Regions from separate parts of the Gossypium arboreum genome. Here all the other regions are linked to region 3. Evidence: chromatin contacts called from public Hi-C data. All regions are on one chromosome and are shown on one strand. The core of a region is the stretch at or near the end of the contact, and the rest is flanking DNA. Distances in the headings are between cores, read along the strand shown.

Region 1 (4,684 bases), core at 546-3,045, 220 kb before region 3:
AGACAATCGTTACTGAGCCACACCATATTTGGCCTTCTCTAACTGATGATCAATGGATGAAGGTCCTTGTTATTTTTATTCATAAAACATTTTCCAATATGTTGTAGAATCATGCATCCTTTATTGCAATGCAGTACATTTAATTCATTGCAATGCAGTACATTTAAGAATGATGTCTTGGTGCAGGTCGAAGTTGCTTTAAGAGATCTGATACTTTCCGACTATGCCAAAAAGAACAATGTGAACACATCAGCCCTGACACAGTCTGAGATTCGTGACATCATCCTTGGAGCTGAGATTACTCCGCCCTCTCAACAGAGGCAGCAGATAGCAGAGATTGAGAAACAGGTTATGCTTCTGTTTGTCTTACTATATACATTGCTGATTTAATTTGCTTTTATTATTTTATTTTTAATAAAATGAGAACTTTTTTACTAACTTGGAGCTATTACGTTTTGAACTGACATTTTCAGGCGAAGGAGGCAAGCCAGCTAACAGCTGTGACAACTAGGACTACAAACGTGCATGGAGATGAGCTCATTGTCACCACCACAAGTCCCTATGAACAAGCAGCATTTGGGTCCAAGACGGATTGGCGTGTTAGAGCAATATCAGCTACTAATCTTTATCTTCGAGTGAATCATATATATGTGAACTCAGAGGACATAAAGGTACAAATCTCGCTTATGTGAGATTATTTATCCAGAAAAATAGGACTTTTTTGAGAGTATCAGTTGGTCTTGAGGCTTATATATCTGCTAACATGCAGGAAACTGGGTACACATATATCATGCCAAAGAACATTTTAAAGAAGTTCATCTGTATAGCAGATCTCAGGACTCAAATTGCTGGATACTTGTATGGAATAAGCCCTCCTGATAATCCCCAGGTTAAGGAAATCCGATGCATTGCCATGCCACCGCAATGGGGTACTCATCAGCAAGTTAATCTTCCATCAGCTCTTCCTGAACATGATTTCTTGAATGATCTGGAGCCTTTGGGATGGCTGCACACACAGCCAAATGAGCTTCCTCAATTATCGCCACAGGTTTATATTCAGTTTATTTATTTATTGATGTTCAAATTTAATAGAATATTTCAGTGTTGTAGTTTATCATTGGAAATCAAATGCTATAAAACTAATAATTGTTCTCTTATCGTGCATATGTAAACACAGGATGTGACATCCCATTCTCGGATATTAGAGAACAACAAACAGTGGGATGGAGAGAAGTGCATAATCTTGACATGCAGTTTCACTCCCGGTTCTTGCTCATTAACAGCCTACAAGCTTACCCCAAGTGGTTATGAGTGGGGACGGGTTAACAAAGATACAGGAAGCAACCCTCATGGTTACCTCCCAACGCATTATGAGAAGGTGCAGATGCTCCTAAGTGATCGGTTCCTTGGATTTTATATGGTAAGAGCATCCATCCCATTGGCTAGTGTTGTTGAACTACTAACCTTAATGTTATTGTTCTGAATTGTGTTGAATTTTGGTTGATAGATACCTGACAATGGTCCGTGGAATTACAATTTCATGGGAGTGAAGCATACAGTGAGCATGAAATACGGGGTGAAGCTGGGGACACCGAAAGAGTACTACAATGAGGAGCATAGGCCGACACATTTCCTGGAGTTCAGCAACTTGGAAGAAGGTGAAACTGTGGAAGGAGATCGGGAGGATACTTTTACTTAAATCCCTAAATCTGTTTTTACCAAAGACTCCAAATTCTACTATGTATGGAATGAAGGGAAAAAAATACTTGCATTGCATAGTTGCATGTACTAAATCCCAATCGTAAGAATGTTTTTTGGAGTTGTAAATACGAGTAAGAACTAGGATTTGAATACGATCACCTCAAATGTTGGGTTAAACACAATATGTGCCCAAGAAGCTCTGCTCAGGTTAGGTTTCAATAGTAACAGACTTATTTGCTTTAAATTCAACTCAATTTTATTTTATTCGAATATGTTTAATTATAATTTTATAACTGGATTTTTGGATATACAAAAATACACTTTGGTATTGGTAGGTAATATCGTTTTTGTTCTGTTACCGGTACACGCGTGTTTAAATGTACCAAAAAGTTTATGCGTATTTTTAGAATATGTATTTGTAGTTTAAATTTTAGTTTGTTAAAAACTGATGTTATTATACATGCATGTATACATAGAAGTATATTTATATACACAAATATATTTCAAAACTATTAATTAGTTTCAATTATATTTTAAATATAATTATAAGATAAAAATGGTTAAGTTAATAAAATTTAAAACAGTTGAAACATCAAAATATTAGTTGGTAAAAACAGAATTTAGACTAATTGATACTAATTTCTACTGTTAATATCAATATCTATAGCATCAATGAGCTTCTTAAATTTGAGATCTGGTGACACAACTTCAATTAAAGTGCGGATCTTTAATTGCAAAAAAAATATTGAGTTCAATATTATTCAAACATTTTGAATTATGTCAAAATATTAAATTAAAATTTCAATCTTATCTTTAAGTGTATCTTAAAATACCTTATTTCAAGTTATGATTAGTTTGGTTTCCTAGCTAGCGTTGGAACCAACAAGGTCCAGTGCTTCATTCCACCCATTTAAAACTTTTACTTTGATTCTCTCACAGTCAAAATTTGGTCCAATCCAAAATGTCAACAATACTATTGTTGTTTCTTAATTGCAATTAATATTTTAATATCAATAGTTCTAATTTTCGAATTTATAAACCAAGTCTTGGAAAGCAACCTTTTCTTTTAATTGCGACCTTACGTTTTACTCTTGACAGAATTGTTACGGAAATTTTAAATTAGGTGGACTGAAAATAAACTCACGTAAATATTTTTTTTGAATATATATTTTCTAAGTTATTTTAATCAAAATTAATTATTAATAATTATATTTATAATTAGTAAGTTTGGAACAACTTTAAATCTTTTATAAATTCAAATTGAATTTGGAGTAAAATTCTTATTTTAACTTTAATCTTTTAAATCATCTATACTTTAAATTTTTAAATTCAAATCTTAATAAAATAAATTAATTTCAAATATTTTATTTTTCCAATCAAAATAATTTATATACATCAAAATCAAAATTTAAAGTTAAATTTTCAAAGGAATCTTAAAAGAAATTTTTTAAAAGTGTTACAAGTACAATCAAAATACAAATACATGTCGGAAAATCACAAGTATCAAACTAATACAATATGAACTGTCCGAGAGATCATAATGTAGTATTAAACTATTACAATACAAGCGGAATAAGAGCCAATACACTCTAGACTAAGGCCAACAAACTAAACTAACTGGATTAAAATCTACATATGACAACTGACATTCAAAAATCCACACATATAATTATGTAAATTTCAAACCTAAGTACTTACATAAATTTTTTATTAAAAAAAAACAGTTTAAAGATATAAATTTAAAAATTTAAAATTGAATTTTCAAAGATTTTCTTATTTAAGAAAAAAGGTATTTTAAAATACCTTAATTTCATTTGTATAATTTCCTTTCTATTTCATTTCCTTACCGACCTTCGAACCTTGATAAGGTTATGGTGCGGGAACACAACCTAACCAACAAGATCCAGAAGAGCCAGTGCTTGCTTTCACCCATCAATTATTTTATATGATCTTGTACCGTCACACAGCCCAATCTCAAAATACCAACAAATACTATTCTTGTTTTTTAATATCAAATTTACTTTTAAGCAGTAAATCAAGTTTTTCCAAATTGATAGACCAACTCTTGAAATGCAATTATTTTTATTTCTTACTTTTCTTATTAAATTGGGTAGACTTAAAATAATGATTTGGTATTTATTATCTCATGTACCCCATGTATACATATAGGTAAATTATATCACATGTCATTCAATTACGAGTCTTTTATCACCCATTTATTTATTTATTTATTTTTGTCATTTAATTATAAGTCTTTTTTAAAAATTTAGTTATCTAACTAATCTAGATAGTTTTTTTATCCATTTTTGTTAATTGCACTAATGGGAGGGTGATGTGGTAGTTAAAAATCTGTATAATAACAAATTTAGTTCTCAAATATTACATATTATATCGATTTAGTAAAAATTTTAAAAATTTAACGCTCAAAATTTAAAAATGATCTCAATTTGATCCTAATTTTAGAAAAATTAAAGAAATATATAAAAATAAATAAATATTTTCAAAAAATAAAATAATAAATTTAAAAATATATATAAAAAAATGATTGCTAACAAGATATAATAATATATAAAATTTTAAAATATATAAAAATACATACATATTTTTTAAAAATATAATAATAAATTTAAATTTTATATTAATAAAAAAAAATCCTTCCCCACCATCCCTCTCCTCCCTCAAAATCGAAAAGCTCCACGAACTCTTGGCTTGTGTCGTCATTAGAATTCGCCGACGAGGGTTTCATCAAAGAAAGAGCGAAAGAATCCTTAGGCATCGTTGTGTAAATTTTAGTCCACAACTCAAATCGGTTCACTAGTGGTGTTTTCGATACTAATCGAATTGAATGCAGTTGCCCCCACGAATACAAATTGAGGATTCCAAATTTGAAAATGGGAATGGTGCATGAATTATAAGAGGACCTTCCTCATGTGGATTGTAATCAGAAACAATTAGAGGTGTACATGGGCCGGGTTCGAGTTAG
Region 2 (4,753 bases), core at 1,248-3,747, 140 kb after region 3:
GAGCATGCAACTGTCGATTTTAACTTTTTTGTTCCGTTGCTCGACACATTTCTCAATACAATGTCGCCAGCATCGTTGATCCCCAACTAAGTCATCTCCCTTCCTTCAAGTCGGCTAGTAATAGTAGCCACTTTAAATGTACCAGATTTTGAGATTTATCTGGCATAAGTAGACCCCCGATCAACCTTAAGATGAATGTGCATGCGAATTTTTCTTTTCAACGTCACTTGCGTAAGCTTCAATATTTTGGAAGTTGTCCTTCAACCATCCCATCTCGATTCGACTACCCCTAAACTTGTTCGACAGCTTCCCTAGTAGTTGTTTGCATGTTGCACTTGAACCGGCACTCACCACTAGCCCCGTAACAACTTCCCCATCAACTGGTAGACTAAGTTGTAAAGTAAGTGTAAGTCCACACTCACCCCAAGGAAGATGAAATGTGTATGTCTCCAGTTTCCATCTTTCGACTAAAGCATTGATAAATGAGGGATCCAATTTAGTCCCCTCGAACATGCGAGTAATATATAGAAATCTTGCATCTCGCAAGTTTCAATAAATGACATCTGATGCACATTCGATTAAATTGTTTATGTACATGTCCAAAATCCGATCTTTGATTTGAGTATATAAACATAAAAATTAAGAATGTTGACAGTATAATAATTGATTATTTAAAATTAAATAATTTAATAATTTTTTTTTACCATTTGTAATTGAACGTCAGAGATATGTTAGTCATCCAAAAGAATAATTTGATTTGTCATTTTAAAAATTATAAGGAATAAAATAAAATTGAAAAGAATAAGATTCAGAGAAAGATTTAAAAATATAACTGAGAATTGAAGATTGAGAATTAAGTACTGAGTTGAAAAGAATGAAGTTTGAAGGAGTTTATACAAGAAAAATTACGGCTATTGGAGCTCTTGTAGCTGTTGAAAAAGTTACTGTTGAAAGGAAAATGCATCTTACAAGGCACATTTTCACTGATGTGGAAGTGAAAACATGTCTTATAGGACTCATTTTTATTCTCTCCTAAAAGCACGTTCTATCAGATGCGTTTTCACTGATGTCTGTAGGACACATTTTTCTTTCTCTCTTAAAAAACAACGTGGATTGGTAATAATATTAATGCTTTATTACTTATATTTTATATCATTATTTCACATGCATTCATATATTACATGTCACACTTTATAATTGTTACATTTTTTTAATATTAATGTCTCGTTTGATTAGTTGTGTAATAATATGAGAAAAAACTTATTTGTTATATATGTATTATAGTAATTTGACATAAAATAATAAAAATTAGTACAATATTAAAATTAAAATTAAAAAAATAGTAAAATCTCTTATAAAAATAACAAATAAGTCTACTTCCAAATAAGCAAAAAAATTTAATTTATTTGCTAAAAATAAATAATAAAATTGCTAAATATTAAAATATACATAAATAATAATAATTCAACCAAACATAGTATAATTGTTTTAAAACTATTGCATAGTTCTTTTCTTTTTAAAGCACTTTTTAATATCCATATATTTTAATTATGTGTTCTATTTTTAAAATGTAAAAAGTAAAAATATTTTTATATATATTGTTTAAGATGGAACTAAATTTCTCAAACTTCTAATTAATTAAATTGGAGCAACATTATGCTTTGAAAATCAATAATAATATCAATTAAGTTAATACTTAGATAATAAATAATTTTATTTTCAATATATGTAACTATTAAGGAGTTGAGTTTTGGACCTTCAATAGAAGGTATTATCTCACTCGGGGTTTTGGACCTCACTTGGAGAGCGCTTCGGTTGATAGTTAATATAGATACGATTTGTAAGCTCATTGAAAAGGTGTCAGTATAGTTATGAAAAGTGCACTTGGTTGGTATAGGGTATGCTAAGGTAAGACATATGAGACGTTGATTGATGGTTCAATCCTCGCATAAACACTTTCTATAATTAATTTCTAATATTTTTGACATATTTCATGTAAATTTACCGTTCGTATCTACATCAATCATCAACCGATACACTTTTCTGAATAGAAAATAAAACCTCCTAATAAGACAATACTTTACGTTGAAGGTTTGAGTCCGAACTCCCCAAACCGTAAATCATATATCATTTTATTAGCTGCATTCATTAAATCAAAGACTGCACTCATCAAATCAAATATCTCTTTTTCGTAAAAAAATAATTTTATTAGTTGCAGAAGAAAGTAGAACTAGAAATGTTTCAAAACAAATAATAAATATACAAGTTAATAGTAGATTAATTCAATTAATGAAATTTAGAAAATATAAAATATAAAATTAATCAAATTATTTATATAACTATTTTAAATTAACTTTAAATTATTTTAAAAAATTACTTGCATTTTTATCAACAAGAAATTTATTTCCTAAATGTTTTAAAAAGGGTATTTATTATTGACTGTATTTCTACATGGTGTAAAACATACAACAACCGGAAGCAATTAGAAAACAGTACTAAAAACCCATATTCCACATGATACATTTAAAGCAGTAAAAGAGATAAACAGGAAGGAAACATGGTTGGTATTCATTTTCCACAAAAAAAAAAAAAAAAAAAAAGATTTTACTTTAATTTCCAGCTTGCTTCAAGCTTATGCTTTTTCAAGTCAAGAAAGGGAAAGACAGGTGCCCAACATTGCCTTACCTGCTCCAGCTGCTTCTTGGACTGAACCAAAACAAGGGTCATTAATGTCTCTTTCTCCTGCTCTGGCTCATCTTTCTTTACCCTCTTCATCAACCATCAAAGCTTATTTGAAAGCTCTTCTTATGGATATCTAACCCTGTTTGTAAGTTATAATTTTTCACAGTGAAAACCCCATCATTTGACAACTTAATATGCTCTTTACATTTCCAGTTTATTTCCAGAATGGTTGGATAATTTGCACGGTGAAATAAATCAAGCTTGTAGTTGGACACTCCTTTGGTATTTAGACAGTTTAGCTTGCTTTCTCTTCAAACTTTCTTGTATTTGTTTACAGAATTGAAGACTTCATGCAACTAGGCAGAAAAACTGTTTTCTCACTGTTACAATTCTATCTTGTGGGATATATAACCAAAAACCTAAAGAAACTTTTTTTTCTTCCCTTTTTTGGTTAGTTTTTGGTAGATTTTTTCCTTTAACTCTAACCAGTCTTTCTTGTAGCTTGAGCAAAAGCTTCAACTTTTTAGAATCTTTGCCTGATATTTTGAATACTACATAGCAAACTTGACGCTGATCAACTTGTATTTACAGGAATTATGGGTTTGTTCAAAGTTAGAACCTTGTGTTTCGGTCTACTTTTGGCCTTCAAAATCTGTATTGCTGCAGATCAACTTGTTGGCCGGTTATATCCAGGATTCCAAGCATCTCAGATGCAATGGGTGGAACATGATGGCAGGTTCCTCTTATCCAAAAATAAAATATTTGGTTTTGGCTTCTATACTGCCTTGGATGCTCAAAGTTTTGTCTTGGTGGTCATTCATGTTCAAGCTTCCCAAGTTGTTTGGACTGCTAATAGAGGAGGCTTGTTGGTAGAAAAATCTGATAAGTTTGTATTTGATAGCAATGGAAATGTATACTTGGAAAGAGGAGATAGGTTTGCTTGGGCCACAAACACTACCGGAGAAAGGGCGACATCTCTGGAATTGCTGGATTCAGGTAACTTGGTACTTCTTGGGGACAATGGAAGAACTCTTTGGCAGAGTTTTAGCCATCCCACTGATACCCTTTTATCTGGCCAGGATTTTGTGGAAGGAATGAGACTCAAAAGTTTTCCCCGAAGGAAAAAGAGTGATTATCTTGAATTTGAGTCTGGGGATTTGGTCTTATACACAGGGTTTCAGATTCCGCAAACTTATTGGTCTTTGTTACACGAAATCAAGACAACCGGTAAGAATTTTACTGGCACAGTTTATTCTGCAGTTTTAGTATTCAACTCATGGAACTTTTATGATCACAATAAAGTGTTGATATGGCAGTTCAACTTCTCTCAGAATTCTGATATGAATGTCACATGGGCTGCCAAATTAGGATCAGATGGAGCAATTGTGTTCTATAATCTTCATCAGGGAAGAAGAGTAATTGCTGAGGCAAAAAAGATACCCCAAAACCCCTGCAACATTCCCGAGACTTGTCCCCCATTTATGGTGTGCTATTTTGACACTGTGTGTCAATGTCCTAAACAACTTCTTGCGCAAAGCGATTGCAGTCCACCAATAACCTCCACCTGTAATTCAGCAGATCTACTCTATGTTGGTGAGATGCTTGATTATTCTGTGCTTGAGTTTGTCAAACCCTATATGAACGCCGACATAAATGCTTGCAAGAAAGCTTGCATGGGAACGTGCTCTTGTTCTGCATTATTCTTTGAAAACAGCACAGGGAATTGCTTTTTGTTTGATCAAATTGGAGGTCTGAAGCGTGCTGAGGTGGGTTCTAGTGGTTTTGTTTCATTTTTGAAGGTCTCAAGGAATGAAAGTGGCTGGCAAAATCATGCTAAAGGAAGCACAAATGAAGCTAAGCATATTATATTTCTTGTGATAATAGTAACAGCAACGATTCTGGTTATTGCTGGTCTACTTTATGTAGGATTCTATTATTACCGGAGACAGAAGAGATTGCTTGAATATCCTACAGAAAACTCGGAGGACGATACTTTCCTGGACAGTTTTTCAGGGATGCCTGTTCGTTACACTTATCGTGAACTTTGTAAGGCAACTAAAAACTTCTCTAT
Region 3 (4,724 bases), core at 452-2,951:
TTCCCTATACAAAGAATCCAAAGTTAGTAAATAATGTAGATAATCCTAAAGACTAGAGTAAAACAACAGCCCAAGCCGTGGAAACCAATAAATAAGACCATCTTAACCAACCCTGCCCCGCAATTTCCTGCAAACAAAACCAATGTTGACAAAATTAACTACACAAAATCAACAACAGTAATCATATTCAAATGGAATATTATGAGATAGGCAATGAAGAAAAGCAAAGCATACCTTAAAAGAGACAAGTATGGAGGGTGGTGCTGCAGAAGGCACCAGTCCAGTGAACCCTACATCATACGAAATGCTTCCATCAGGTTTGAACAATCCAAAGTTTCTCTCGGATGTTGGCCCAGGCTTTAAATTTTCATTGAACAATGCAAAAACATAAGCCTTGATCACCATCTTTGGCCTAAATGGGGTTCCCTTCTTCTTAGCCAACAGTTTACGCAGGTTCCGGTTGTAAGTCCTTGCGTTCTTCACGTTTGCACCAGCTTCATCAGGATCCCCACGCGAAGCCCATCCGGTTTCAGAAACAATGACTTGCATCTTGCTGAAACCAGCTTTGTCCAATGCTGCATAGGCTGCATCTACCTGAGCTTCAAACATGTTATCATAATGTAGCTTCGTTTTTGCATCGTAAATCCCACGATTATCTTTGAATAATGCGTAGTTAATGTCGATGTGTTGAGGGTCATTCTTGTAGGCTAGGAACGGATATGCGTTTATATAAAACGGAGAGCCTATCTGTGAGAAAAACTCCAATAGTGGCTTCATGAATGGAGCAACATCGGGTCTGAAGATGCAAGCTGATGGTGGGAAAGAATTGGCAAATACAGCTTCTGAATGTGGACTTGAAACCTCAACAGTATGCTGTAAACCCAATCTGTAAAGAGCACTATAAACATTCTTTGCTGCTGGTAATAAGACCTCCCAAAGTTCTATAGTTGTCCCTCCCAATATCTCATTGCCGACGGCTATTCCTCGGATTCGAGTATCGGGAAGGAATGCCTGTACGTTTTCTTGTACCCAATTCATGGCACGGTCCTCACCTATACTTATTTCTTTTAAATATTCATTGGGAAGTCCAATTATAATTTCTATACCGGACCCTTTAAAGGCCTGGAGAACTCCGTGATCTGCGTCGTAGATACGAATGTGGTTTATCTTTGCAGCTTTTAGAAGAGTCACCACGCTTTCTGGTTGTGGTAGGTTGTTTGCTATTCTGCCATAGTTTACTCCATAGGTCCATGTGACTGAATGTTTAGCTGAAACTGCATGATCACACACATCACCAATAATATATGTGCTTTAATTAGACATGGCCAATAATACATAGTCATTGAAAGGCAGAGTAATTCATCAACTCAGCATGCAGCCAAACTTATAATGGATTAAAGCAAAGCAGCCATATTGATGAAAAAATGGGATTTTTTTCTTTTTTAATTTTTTTTATGGTGTATTACATATGCAATAAGTATCAGCAAAAAGAAAAGACACAATAACGAAAGGTGCATACCAGGAGAGAATATGACAGAGAAGATTAGGAAGAGCCAGAGAAAGAAAGAAGAACCCATATGAAATGTAGGAAGATAAACGGAGGATGTGCATTCCATTTGTAGAAAAGAGGTGGGGTTGGTCCAGTCTTTGATGACTTAAAAACTATAGCAAAAAGAAAGGCAAGACTTGTTAATGCAGGCATGTCACAAAAACCACCCAAGAAAATATTCTTAAACCTTATTTAAAGATGATGTACCAAAAAGGCTTTAGAAATAAAGAAGAGGAAGAAGATTCTTAACCTTAACCCAAAGCTCAATAAAAAAAAAAAAACTAAAAGATTCTTACTTTCAAAGTATGCCTTTTCTGCAACTTTCTATTCTTGGGGGGTTGTCCATAAACAAATGACACTGTTACTCGTAAAAAGTACATGAGCCCCTCGTGTATGCAGGTGGATAGTTGAATAATTTTTATGTATACCTTTCTTGGGATATGAGGAGAAGTGAAACATTGGTTAATGATGGAAATAAGTTTGGCTTTTGCTTGTTGCTTTTGCATTATAGAAGAGGTGGCATGATTATTAAGCTACTTAATCAAGCTTGGTGAGGACACAGTTTTGTAGGTTAACGAAAAGCCTACAGTGCATATTCCATTGATCATTACAACGATTATATTCATATGGGAAAACCCTTTGAATAAAGAAAAATATAGTTCTTATTTAACAGTCTTAAAAATCATTGGCAAAACACCTTCGATTATTGCTTTGAAAACTCCGCAGCATGTGCATACCCAGCAAAGATGGAAGATGCTCATGAAGGAGAGCTATCAATGTTGCCTTTGAACTCCAAATAATTATGTAAACAGATCATGAGAGCGACCAATGTCATGCAAATGAAACACCTACCTACATGCTTTATCCAGGGGTTAAAAAGCTGCACGTTAAGCAAGGGCACGACGGTTCCATGCACCAGGAACCATGCAATGGTTCCAAAGTTATAACAGAGAAAAAACACCAGCATATTGTGTCAACAACATATCAAGCATACACAGTGCAGTTAATCAATCACATAACATGTAATGTTCGATCTGAGACTTGAGCCATTAACCATAAATCACGAGTTTCATGTGCCTACAATCTAAGTTCTACACAATGTAACAAAAGCTGCAACGTTCAAACCTACTTCTTACAGGGATACAGGTTGATTGCTATCCCACTAACAAACAAATCTAGCAGAAACATCATTAATGTTACAGTCATCCATGGAATCATCATAGAGGTTACAGGCAAATACAATAAACTAGAATACCACAGGGTGGCTAGGATACTGGTTGTCATATTAGTTGCTTGCAGGCGCAGATCCTGTAGGTTGTGGGGTATCAGCTTGCCCACCTTCTTTAACCTTACCATTTTCAATCACCTCCGCATCTACTGCCTTGCCTTTGTCCTCGACCTCAACACTACCCTTGCCAGCCACCTCCTGTAAACCTTGTGTCTCTTTGGCTTCTCCCTCAGATACAGGGACTGCTCCATTTGGATTCTCTTTCTCCACTCCCCCATTAGCTTCCAATGTCACAGTTTCTGGGTTTTCTGGTTGTTTCTCACATGTACCATTCTCTTTCTCTGCCTGAGTTTGTGGCACCTTTTCAGTAGGGGCTTCCTCTTCTTTTGCAGTTTGAGTCCCATCTATGCAACTAGCTTCTGCAGGTTTCTCTTGAACCTCCATTGCAGTTGGTGTTTCTTCGGTACCAGCAGTCTCTTCTTTTTTGCCAGCCTCTGCAGTTTCTGGTACCTTAACATCTGTACCAGCTTCCTCCATCTTGGTGTCAGCATGCCCAGTCTGGTCTGCCACTTCTGTTTTAACTCCATCCTGAACCTGAGTTTCGATGGAAGTATCTTTTTCTCTTTCAGCTTCCGCAGTTTCCTTTTCAGTGGTTGGTGCATCTTCCTTTTCATTTTCTTTCTCACCTTCGGATTTTTCGGGAACAGCCTCTGTTTCCTTGTTTTCCTTCTTTGCACTCAACGATTTTCGGCCTCGCTTCTTTGGGGGTTCCTTTTCTGGTGTTGGAGTAGCCTTGGCCTTTTCACTGATCCTTGCTGATCTTCTAGGGGTCTCACCGGTACCCCAATCAAACTCCGTTATTGGAGGATTACCAGGGTGTGATTTTAGATATTGCTCCAACTGTTTCCTGCTACTAATCTCCTCCCCAGTTGGTGCAATGAACATGATCTCAGTCTTCCTGGGTGAACCGACTTTCTTGGGAAAAAACTGTAAAAAAAAACCAGAAAGACATTTTATACAAGTATACTACAGCCAAATAAATTAAAGAAGAAGCACAATAACATGAACACTGAAATATGCAATTCAAAATGTATCATAATCCATCTGCATGTTTGAGATCATACAAAACAAGTAGAAGGCACAAAGTAATTGCCGATCTATATGTAGTCAAGACCTAAGTTGTTAAGGGAATGTTTAATTTCTGCCAAAGGGCCATGCCAAATAATTCAATGACATCAACAAATTTAAATACTTAAAAGCAAAAAATACTAACATCGGAATGATCATGAAACAATTCAACGCTGATCAAGCAGAGGACTACTAGACACAAAGTAAAAGAAAAGTTTGTACAGTGTCTACACACACGGAGAGAGGAAAGCAATATTACTAAAATTTGGACATTTCTTTCTTTATGAGAAAAAGTTTAGGTATGGGGAGGTTATCTAGTCTGAGTCGGGGCATGCCACTGGTTTAACAAAAACTGAAACTGGTATTTATAGATTACTCACCAAATAGAATTACTGGTGAGACTTAAACCTGGGGCTTGCCACGGTGCTAAAATAAACTGAATCAACTCATGCTGGTAAATTCGGACATTTCAATCCACTGCAGTTTTTAGGATATTCCAGACCATATAATTAAGTGGTTTATCAGCAACGTTCAGCCCTTTCCTCATGTTTTAATTCCCTGTATGTAAATACTAAATCTAGCCGTACTCAAAATCAAATAATGTAGGGATTATAATTTGCTTCAATTGATTCATGCAGTAGGATTCAAATTTCAATTGATTCATGCAGCAAGATTTGAATTTGAGATGATACTATACCATGTACCAACCAAGTCATTGTAAGAAAACAAAATGACACTTATCAATCACCATTAACATGATAAATATGCTTTTTCTTGGCTTGAAAGTTGTACTACAAAAGAGGAAACTGATAGAAGAAC

What was found. Hi-C and Micro-C count contacts between places; a contact is called where the count stands out from the background.
Region 1: a contact with region 3 is called in a Hi-C map of leaf, with 4 times the contacts expected there. The contact joins the enhancer-like site here to the promoter of LOC108488796 in region 3. A contact is called at or near these places in 2 of 5 Hi-C or Micro-C datasets (both in leaf).
Region 2: a Hi-C map of leaf shows a contact between it and region 3, with 5 times the contacts expected there. The contact joins the promoter of LOC108489633 here to the promoter of LOC108488796 in region 3. A contact is called at or near these places in 3 of 5 Hi-C or Micro-C datasets (all in leaf).

What each region holds. Positions count from the first base shown.
Region 1 is chr10:11,028,257-11,032,940 of ASM2569848v2, reverse strand. It overlaps LOC108489044 (pre-mRNA-processing-splicing factor 8A), which reads left to right. Exons shown (of 23, transcript XM_017793283.2): 18 at 1-62; 19 at 187-348; 20 at 474-671; 21 at 770-1,048; 22 at 1,178-1,420; 23 at 1,508-2,040. The coding sequence ends at 1,699. Among protein-coding and RNA genes, the nearest start is that of LOC108489044, 12 kb to the left of the region's middle. Within about 2 kb of position 1,795, at least 2 of the 2 cell types and tissues checked have an H3K27ac peak or open chromatin away from gene starts, as enhancers often do. A contact at or near this core is called in leaf, where this site is marked.
Region 2 is chr10:10,667,013-10,671,765 of ASM2569848v2, reverse strand. It overlaps LOC108489633 (G-type lectin S-receptor-like serine/threonine-protein kinase SD2-5), which reads left to right and starts at 2,497. Exons shown (of 2, transcript XM_017794307.2): 1 at 2,497-2,827; 2 at 3,274-4,753. The coding sequence starts at 3,279.
Region 3 is chr10:10,803,300-10,808,023 of ASM2569848v2, reverse strand. It overlaps LOC108488796 (glucan endo-1,3-beta-glucosidase 14-like), which reads right to left and starts at 1,701. Exons shown (of 3, transcript XM_017793083.2): 1 at 1,520-1,701; 2 at 235-1,274; 3 at 1-127. The coding sequence starts at 1,616. The coding sequence ends at 53. LOC108489439 (methyl-CpG-binding domain-containing protein 11) reads right to left here. Exons shown (of 3, transcript XM_017793993.2): 3 at 2,518-3,764. The coding sequence ends at 2,835.